Linked DNA regions of Oryctolagus cuniculus: region 1 is linked to region 2. A link is a contact called in public Micro-C data. All regions are on one chromosome and are shown on one strand. Each heading gives the region's core, a stretch centred on a gene start, on an enhancer-like site or on the middle of the called end of the contact. The rest is flanking DNA. Distances are from core to core; before and after follow the strand shown.

What was found. Hi-C and Micro-C count contacts between places; a contact is called where the count stands out from the background.
Region 1: a Micro-C map of ear pinna shows a contact between it and region 2, with 6 times the contacts expected there. The contact joins the promoter of FUBP1 here to the enhancer-like site in region 2. A contact is called at or near these places in 4 of 6 Hi-C or Micro-C datasets (ear pinna, embryonic fibroblasts, skin fibroblasts and 1 more).

What each region holds. Positions count from the first base shown.
Region 1 is chr7:93,823,535-93,828,118 of mOryCun1.1, forward strand. FUBP1 (far upstream element binding protein 1) reads left to right here and starts at 1,597. Exons shown (of 23, transcript XR_011390631.1): 1 at 1,597-1,879. DNAJB4 (DnaJ heat shock protein family (Hsp40) member B4) reads right to left here and starts at 1,502. Exons shown (of 6, transcript XR_007924015.2): 1 at 832-1,502.
Region 2 is chr7:93,684,381-93,689,325 of mOryCun1.1, forward strand. GIPC2 (GIPC PDZ domain containing family member 2) reads right to left here. Exons shown (of 6, transcript XM_051857580.2): 4 at 459-565. Among named protein-coding and RNA genes, the nearest start is that of GIPC2, 69 kb to the right of the region's middle. Within about 2 kb of position 3,126, at least 2 of the 8 cell types and tissues checked have an H3K27ac peak or open chromatin away from gene starts, as enhancers often do. A contact at or near this core is called in ear pinna, where this site is marked.

The DNA.
Region 1 (4,584 bases), core at 347-2,846, 140 kb after region 2:
TCCGAGACACATTAGCAGGGAGCTGGATCAGAAGTAGAGCAGCCAGGATTCAAGCTTGTGCTCACAAATTAAACTGTGGTATATGTAAGGTCTGTTCGTTTTGGGAGCATATTATCTAACTTCAGTAAAATCATATTAGTAAGGTCTGATTAGCACGTTTAATTAATAAAAGAAAAATCAGTAACTGGTTAATAAGACATTTATTGGGCAACTTTCTCAAAATAGAACTGAAAAACTCCTATTTAGTAATACCATCCAACACTGCTTTTGTTTTCTTATACACTGCCATGATTAAATTTATAGTCCAATACACTCACTGGCTTTCCAAACACATACAAATTCCACTAACATTTAAAGCATGCCTATGAACACTCAAAAGTATAACAGAAAGTTGGCTAAAGGAAAATGATGATCCACTTGCATCTTCGTGTATATAAAACCGTTTAGTGTTGACTTATTTTGCACCTAGAGAAAGTAGGCCTATTAATTTTGGGTTATCAAGAAGAATGTGGTACACATTTCTCTCAATTACTCTAAAACCTGCAACAAGAAAAGTATCTTTGTAGACTTAATTCACAGAAAACAAAAATGCCACAGATGGTAGTTTTTTAAAACTCTTTTTATCTAAATGGCAAGATCCTTGGGGAAAAACTCACTGGGCTACATTGAGACTTCTAACGCACACTGATTCGTGCAACTATTACTAACGTCGGAAATTACACGTCACGATATACCCAAGGTAGATCTAAAGAAACGTCTGAAATGACTCGGTAACTACAGTAACAGGAAATACCCAAAAATTATCTTGTCCTGGATAATTTAGAACATTACCTTACACATGAGTACCCACGGTTACAGCTGTGAAAAAGTACTTCTTAAAGCCAATTTCGGCAAAGAAATTGATGCTGTTCTTAATTAGAAGAATTAAACCTGGCCGCCGACACAGAATATTAAGTACGAGGTCTGCCTAACACTGAATCTTAGGAACGTTTTTAAAAGAAAGAAAGGGGCAGTCATACTGTCCCGGCCTGATAATACTACCTTAAACAAAAGCTTGAAAAACAGATCGAGAACTAACAGGCCTCCAGCCTGAATTCATGCCAGCGTGCGAAGAACTGAACTATGTGAGCGTCAGAAGTAAAATCCAGGGGCACTTTACTACCCTGAAAATCTCGCCGGGTTCCCACTAGGCCGAGGCGGACGTTTTCGAGAGCATCGCCGCGCGGCGTCCCGGGTGCACTTCTCCCAGGCGACCCCCGCGCCGCGGCACTCTCGTGACACTGTTGCGTCGGTGCCACGCACGTTGGCGTCACTCCTTTCTCCTTGGCTACTCAGAGTGACTCTCAGCGGCCAATCTTCCACACTACCTCCCTAAGGCGGCGACCAGTAAGAAACCACTACCAGTTTTTCAAGACTGCCGCAACTCGAGCCCAACCGCCATCGCCACCCGTCCCACCTACCACCCAACCTCCCCGCGAGAACGCGCGGAAAGAGGCAGTGCCAAGATAAATCCCATTCTCGCGCGACACCGGAAACTCAAATCTCGCGACATCTTTGCCTTTTCCTTTTCAGCCCCACCCCGGCATTTGCGCGTTGCTTCGGAAACATCGCGAGATTTCCTTCTTTCTATCCCCGCCCCTCTACTGCACGATGGTCGCGCAAGAATGTGATAGAGACTCGACGGCCGCCATTTTCTTTCTTTCTTAGCAGTTGGTTGAGAGGTCTTCAAAGAAGCGGCAGCGGCTACTATAGTGTAGCCATGGCGGACTATTCAACGGTGCCTCCACCCTCTTCTGGCTCGGCTGGTGGCGGTGGTGGGGGCGGCGGTGGTGGAGGAGTTAACGATGCTTTCAAAGATGCGCTGCAGAGAGCCCGGCAGGTAAGTCTGGACCGCGCGGCGGGATCCGCAAGCTTATGGTAATTTTGCCGTCGGCTGAGTAGGCCGCTACCTATTCGCGACGAGAGGAAGAGGAAAGAGGTGCCCTTCCGGGCTGAAAGGCGAGGAGGCTCACGTTTCGCCGCGTAGGGTATACTGATAAGCGATTCGAACGTGGTTTTGTGTTCTCGGTTTCTAGGCTGCCAGGAACCCCAGCGCGTGTTACCCGAAGATGGCCTTAAGTGTTTTCCCGCAATGGTTCGGCCCTCGGGCTTCTCCAAGGGGTTAACTGAGCCTCCCCTTTTCCTTAGAACGAACACCCTCTGTGTGGGAGAGAGCGCTTGTAGTTTTTCACAATAGTAGGGAAGGTTCTGGTAACAGGCTTGGGGGAGGACTAAGGTCTGACTGCAGGAGCTGTGGGAAGGAGGGATCTGCGTGCTCTCTGCCGTCTGTACAGCTTTCCCTCGCAGCTGAGGAAGCTTTCGGTGCCGATCGCCTTCTCAGCTACAGGGAAGAGACTTAGGGGAGCAGCCGTCCTCTGGGCGGGATTTGTGTGTCAGTCTGTTCTACCAGTCATTCCCCTGTATTTCTCAAAATGGCCTCGGGCCCATTAGACCCGAGGTTTCAGTTTGAATCTGCCTCTCTGTTCAGAGTCGTAAACTGACCAGACCTCTTTGTATTACGTAGGTGCATACATTTGCCCTGAAGGCACTTCTTTCCCAGATGCAAGCTGTTTCAAAAAAGAAAGCACATGTATCTCAGGAACATTAAAGATTTCTCAGTTTGAACTTAACCTTTTTAGACAACCTCCTAATATATTCATAATTTAAAATTATCAAATACTGATGTGGACTTAAAATGTAAGCCAAAGAATCCTGTTAATGACACTTCTCATATCGTCCTAGGTGCTAGACGTTGTAAAGTGAGGGGTAATTAGAAACCAGTTTTGTGATAGGTTTTGATTATATCACTTCACTTCGTTAACTTTTCATCCTCCAGTACGATGAAAAGGATTCATTGAGTCAAAATCAAATTGAAATGTGAGCACATTTTGAAAATGCACCTTTACTTCTTTATAATTAAAATTTTTCGGGATGTTAACAGGTCGTCATTAATACTACTGCTTTATTTAAAAAGACAAAGCCAGTTAACATGCTGAGAATAGCAATTGGAAACATTTATGTAACTGTGACAGAAATTCTTGTGAATGGATTTTGCTACATGGGGTTGGAAGACCCAAGTTCTTTTATTCAACCAGCATATTAAAAGAAATTTGAGCATTAGATACTGGGAAATTATTAAGTGAGTAAATTGGTTTCCTGCTTTCTAGGAAGCCATGTTATAGTCAAGGAACTAACACAAATCAACAGAATTACCTGCAGAATGCTTTGATTAATGAGAGAAGAATACACAAATTTGGGACACTTAATTCATCTGCTTTTTGTAGGAACCTCTTCAGCATGTCTGCAAGTCGAGCACTGTACAGGACACTGTACAGGGAAGGAATTCCTGACTGCTTAAGAAAAGGGGGTGATACTTGAACAAGGCAGTAAAGAATGAGTGGGAGTGTGGCCGGTAGAGAGACGCAGCAGCTTGTGTGGGATGTGCAGACTTGGGGAATGACAAGAATACAAGAGTGAAGTCACTGAAGTATAGTATGGAGAGTGGAGGGCATGGCAGTGCAGAATGAAGTGAGGAAACTTGTAGATAGATCAAAGTACCAAAAGAGCTTGGGTGGCTATGGGTTAATTTAAATTTTGATTTCATTATTGGAATGAGCTATAATTGCCTTTTTAAAAGACTTTAAAATAGAAAAACTCGAACTGGAATTTCTCATTTAAGTGCCAAGAGATTAGCTATCTTTGCTGTAATGATTTAAATGTTTGTTGCAGAATTGGGGTTTCTTTTTTCTGCCAAAGGCCATTGGGATATTTACAACATGTGCAGGTCATACAAAATTATCAACTTAAAAATTAGCCTGGTATAGATTTATTGATTTTCGATTCCCTCCTGCAATTGCCTTATTGGGGTCAGACCAAATGATTTTTGCTGTCTATATTGCTATGACTGGATGTTCCCCACCCCTACTCTACAGAATGCGTTTTAAATCTGACATTCCCAAGTTTAGCTTTTGAGTGGAATTACACACTAAATATCTGAGTGTGAGGTTCAGCTGCTTCTCTGGATATATAGGGGTGAAATGTCAGGAAGAGTATTTGGATTGAAAGAACAAGATGGATTAATGTCTGATCCATTTCTTCCTTATAGAGGATATTATTTCTCAAATCCCTATTTAACCTTTTTTTTTTTTTTAAGATTGATTTATTTATTTGAAAGGCAGAGTTACGGGGGAGGAGGGGAGACAGATCTTCCATCCACTAGTTGACTTCCCAAATGGCCACAATGGCTGGATATTATAAATGAATATTGGTTATAAATATCTGAAACCAGGAGCTTATTCTGGATCTCCCACATGGGTGCAGGGGCTCGGGTACTTGAGTCATCTTCCCCTACTTTTCCCGGGTTCATTAACAGGCAGTTGGATCTGAAGTGGAGCAGCCAAGACTTGAACCAGTACCCATATGGGATGCTGACAGCACAGGCAGTGACTTTACCCAATATACTGCAGCACCAGCCCCCACCTTGTTTCTCTTTTCTTTTCTTTTCTTTCTTTCTTTTTTTTTTTTTTTTTTTTTAAACAGGGTACC
Region 2 (4,945 bases), core at 1,876-4,375:
GTGCAAGTGGCGGGAAGCTGTTGGATTCTGGTAGCTGACAGAGATAGAGCCACCAGGACTTGCTATGGAAGGGATGCGATGTGGAGCATGAAAAGGATGAGTAAAGATGCCTACAAAATATTCAATCCTTTTTTGTGGTTCTCAGAGAGAATTTGTCGATTCTTTTTAAATTCTCTGGACAGTCCAGGGATCTATGCACTCTGGAAAAAGCTGTCTGTAGAGAGCTAAAGATTCCTACACATCATAAGTCTCTTTTCCTGCTCATAGTTGATATATTTCCTTCATAAGAACCTTCAATAATTTGCATATTATTTAAGCAGACAACGAATTTAAAATTCATGCTTTGAATAGAATGAATGGCATTTGATTTAACTGATTTTACCTTTAATTCCAGCTCTAATAGACATGAATATCTATACCTTTCCAAGCAGAATGAAAATTAAGTGAACATAATATACCATTTCTTCCACGGTGGCAGGACCTTTTGATCTCAGGCGAAGTGTCTCCTTTCCAGATTCGATTTTGTCTACTGATGACTTTCCAGCTTTTGACCTAGGTCCGATTTCTGTGAACATGCAATAAATGGGAAAAGGCATATATCTTCAGAAAGAGCTCCAGCAGATTGCTGTGAAAGTCAATGTGGTTTTATCACAAAACTATGTACAATTATTGTAGAGAATTCATCAAAAGTATGCTTCTTCTAGAATTTCCTGAAATAAAATAAATTCACCTGCCTTCTGTTATTCTCACATAGGAGCCTCTGTGAGAATAGAGTTCTATCTACAAAAAGAAAACAGAATTGTGAAATGTGCAGATGGGAAAGCCTGGAGGTGAAGGAAGAAAAAAAAAAAAGTCTTCCATATAAGAGTAAGGAGGCAGGGACTGGCGCTGTGGCATAGTAGTGACACTGGCATCCCATAAGGGAACTGGTTCAAGACCTGGCTGCTCCACTACCAATCCAGCTCCCTGCTAATAGCCCAAGAAGGTAGTGGAAGATGGCCCAAGTACTTGGGTCCCTGCACTCATGCAGGAGACACAAAGAAGCTCTAGGCTCCTGGCTTCAGGCCAGCCCAGCCCTAGCCATCGAGACTATTTGGGGAGTGAACCCGTGGATGGAAGAATCTCTCAATCTCTCAATCTCTCAATCTCTCTCTCTCTCTCTCTCTCTCTCTCTCCCTCTCCCTCTCCCTCTCCCTCTCCCTCTCCCTCTCCCTCTCCATCTTTCTCACTGTAACTCTGACTTTCAAATAAATAAATCTTTACTTTAAAAATCTTATGCAGCAGCAGTTTGGGGAAAGGGATACAGGGAGGAGGATTCTATACCAAAGAACTGGAGAAACTGAGCCCCACTGAAGACTCCTAAGACAGGCTGGTAAGTGCAAGTAGGTAGTGAGGTCTGAGCAAAGCTTGTAAGACTGATATCAAATGGTCTGCATGAATGCATTCTTACTAACAATTCCCATCTTCAATCAAGTGCTACTTTGTTATTGGGAATTTATGCCAAAATTATTAAGGATTTTACACATTAATTATTTGGGGACAGAATAAGTCTTCTCTGAGAATGAAATTTCTCAAAATTATCATGTAATGAGTAGACCCTCCCTAAGTAAACACCTATAAATAGTGGCTGATGAGTTTTGAGAACATCCAGATGCTAGTCATGGTGACCAAGCAGGTTCTCAGAAGCCTAGAGCTGAATAAGCAACATTGACCTTACCCATTATGCTGTGCCCTTGGGGAAGAAAGGATTCTCAGATGCTTAGCACAGAGTCAGCTCAAAGAAAAAGCATAGATCAATCTGTCGTCAGCACTGTCCACGACTCTGCACTGCCCAGCAAAGGGTGTTCCCAGCTGGAATCATGCATATCCCTGAAGTGGTGAAGACAATCCCAGCCTAATGGTACTAACCTTAAAATAAGTAATGTGTCACACACAACCCATCCCACTGCAAATTCACCTGAAAACCTACTTGATATAATCTGTAACTGCTCAGCTAACACACGTGTTTTGTTCAACCACTACACAGACATGTCTAACTGTAAAGTAATATATGGGTGTTGTGCCTTACCAACAGTGTCTCCTATAAGCTTGGTGAGCATGATAATATCCTGGGAAACTGAGCAACTCTGAATACATTAAAGATAAAAGGTTTCCAGGATTTACAAAGGGAAGGAGCCACACTCTTTGACGTCATCTCTACTTGAGAAGTCAGCAGGACTCCCTAGATGATGCCTCTGGCTTATCTTGCTCTTATCTACACCACCAGCAGCTGGGAGGGAAAATGTATATAAACTGGAAGGGCTTTTTAATTAATAAATTTTGTCTTTTATAGCAATTTTTGGTTCATACCAAAACTGAGCAGAAAGTTTAGAGTTCTCCGATGGCCCCACCACCACACCCACACACACACACCCTCCCTGGTTATCCACACCCCCCACTAGAGTGGTGCATTTGTTACAACTGATGGGTCTATACTGACACAGCTTTATCACCCAGAGTCCACCATGATGTTAGGGTTCACCCCTGATCCCTCTGGGGCACCACATGGACTCGGACCGATGTCTGATGAGCCATGCGCACCACTGTGGTAGCTAACAGGAAAGTGTCACCACCCTAAAAATGCTTTGTGACCTGCCTAGTCCTCCCAGGTCTTTTTGTTTCTGTTTCTGTTTCATTTTTGTTTTGTTGTTGTTGTTTAAGCATTATGTATTTGCCATGCAATCTTCTTCATGGGCGTGACATCTCAAAACTAACCACTGGGTGGCGCCAAAGTAAAAGTTACATTTTAAGTTCTGGCTTGGCCTGGCGTCCAGAAAGCCAGCTTTCACAGCCTAAGGAAACAGAAGCCGTGTTTCCCAATGATCTGGTGATTCAGGTACAAGAATCAGCCTGTGTATACACGAAGAGAAGCAGAAGGGTCCTGTTCACCTGCAGAGAAAGAACAGAGTTTGGGAATGTTCTGAAGACTGTAAATGTTTATGGCCTGGCCTACTTTTGGGGTGCAGGCCTGCCCAAGCCTGTCTGAGCAGTCAGGCCAAGCCCTCAATCATTGCCTTCACAGGTGAGGAACTGCACCCTGCCTTTCTTGTGCCTGAGTTACAACAGTGCTGCCACACAGCTCCTGTGTCAGCCTGCAGGTGGCTCATTCCCCAGCCTCACCAGGACCCCACTCCGGCAAGTCACTTGGGCACACACACATTCACAGCTGGTGGAAGCCTTGCTGTTACCAGAGTTGAGCTGCATGTCACCAAGAAGCAGTCATGCTTGTTTCCAAAGCTTTTGAAGCAATTGTGTCTATTACTCTAATTATGTGATTTAATTTCAAAGTGCATGAGCTGATGCAATGAGTGTGAAATGAGGAGTTATTATTGCTATGAAAACTAGGTTGACGGCTTTGGAAAGATGCCATGAGGGTGAGTTGCCAGAAAAAAAAAAAAATGAGGTGTAGGCAAGATGACTCCGGGAGATTAGGAAAAATAGCTTTAAATATCCATCATTTCACATATCTAGTTTTTTTAAATGAAACAGAATCCATAAATAGGTTATGATTATATAAGATTTCATAGAACTCCAATTTGTGCCAACTCAAAGAAAATGGCTTTTAATCAAGAGTGGTATACTATATCTTAAATTAAAATGCTTATACATATGTGTATCATTTTATATATTTTTTCTGAAAGGCAGAGATCTTCCACTCTGCTAGTTAACTCTCCAGATGTCACAATAGCCAAAGCTGTGCCAGGCCGAGGTTAGGAGCCTATAACTTACTCCGAGTCTCCCACATGGGGGGCAGAAACCCAACAACTTGAGCCATCTGCTGCTGCTTCCCATGGTGCACATTAGCAGGAAGCTGGAACCAGAAGCTGGAGACTGGGCATTCCCCAACTTGTGCAGGGCACAAAACCTCAAGTCAGCCTGGGGCATGGTGCATCACTGTCAGGGCAGGGCAGAGACCACAACCAACGTGAGGTGGGCACAGATGGACACGGCTGTATCGAACTGTTGCTCAGTGAACAAGAGACAGTCAGAGATGCCCAGAGGAAAGAGTGGAAAGCTTAGGATACACAGGAGGTCAACAGGGGGACCTGAGAGCATCGGACTTCTTCAGAGCACATGTGAAACCCTTGGGGGCCGGCGCCGCGGCTCACTAGGCTAATCCTCCACGTAGCGGCGCCGGCACACCGGGTTCTAGTCCCGGTTGGGGTGCCGGATTCTGTCCTGGTTGCCCCTCTTCCAGGCCAGCTCTCTGCTGTGGCCCGGGAGTGCAGTGGAGGATGGCCCAGGTGCTTGGGCCCTGCACCCCATGGGAGACCAGGAAAAGCACCTGGCTCCTGGCTCCTGCCATCGGATCAGCGCGGTGCGCCGGCCGCGGCAGCCATTGGAGGGTGAACCAACGGCAAAGGAAGACCTTTCTCTCTGTCTCTCTCTCTCACTGTCCACTCTGCCTGTCAAAAAAAAAAGAAAAGAAAAAAAAAGAAACCCTTGGGGACAACTAGAAATAGTTGTAATGGGGTACAGTCCAGTGGACTGGAGGTGGGAGAGAACAAATCACTAGCATTTTGGTGGCAAAAAAGTATCAAACCAATCAATTTTAGCTCAAAACCATGAGATAAAAATTGTCCTAATAATTTTCATTCATTTTCACCTGAAAATATAGACCCCTTCTTATTGTCCGGATATCCCCCAAAATATATTTCTTCTCTGGACCCTTTCAAATGCCTTCTGATGATTTTATTGCTGATGCCTGGTTGTCTCTACTTTCATGTTCAGTTATCAAATGTGGTTTCAATGCTTCTGACCACTGTTACCCTATGAGAAAATCAGTATTTTGGTTGAATGTGCACTGTTATCCTTAGTGTAGTGGTTAAGGGTATGGACTTTAGATTCAGAGCACCTGAGTTAAAATCCCAGTGCCTCCATTTACAAATCACATGAGCTCGTGGAA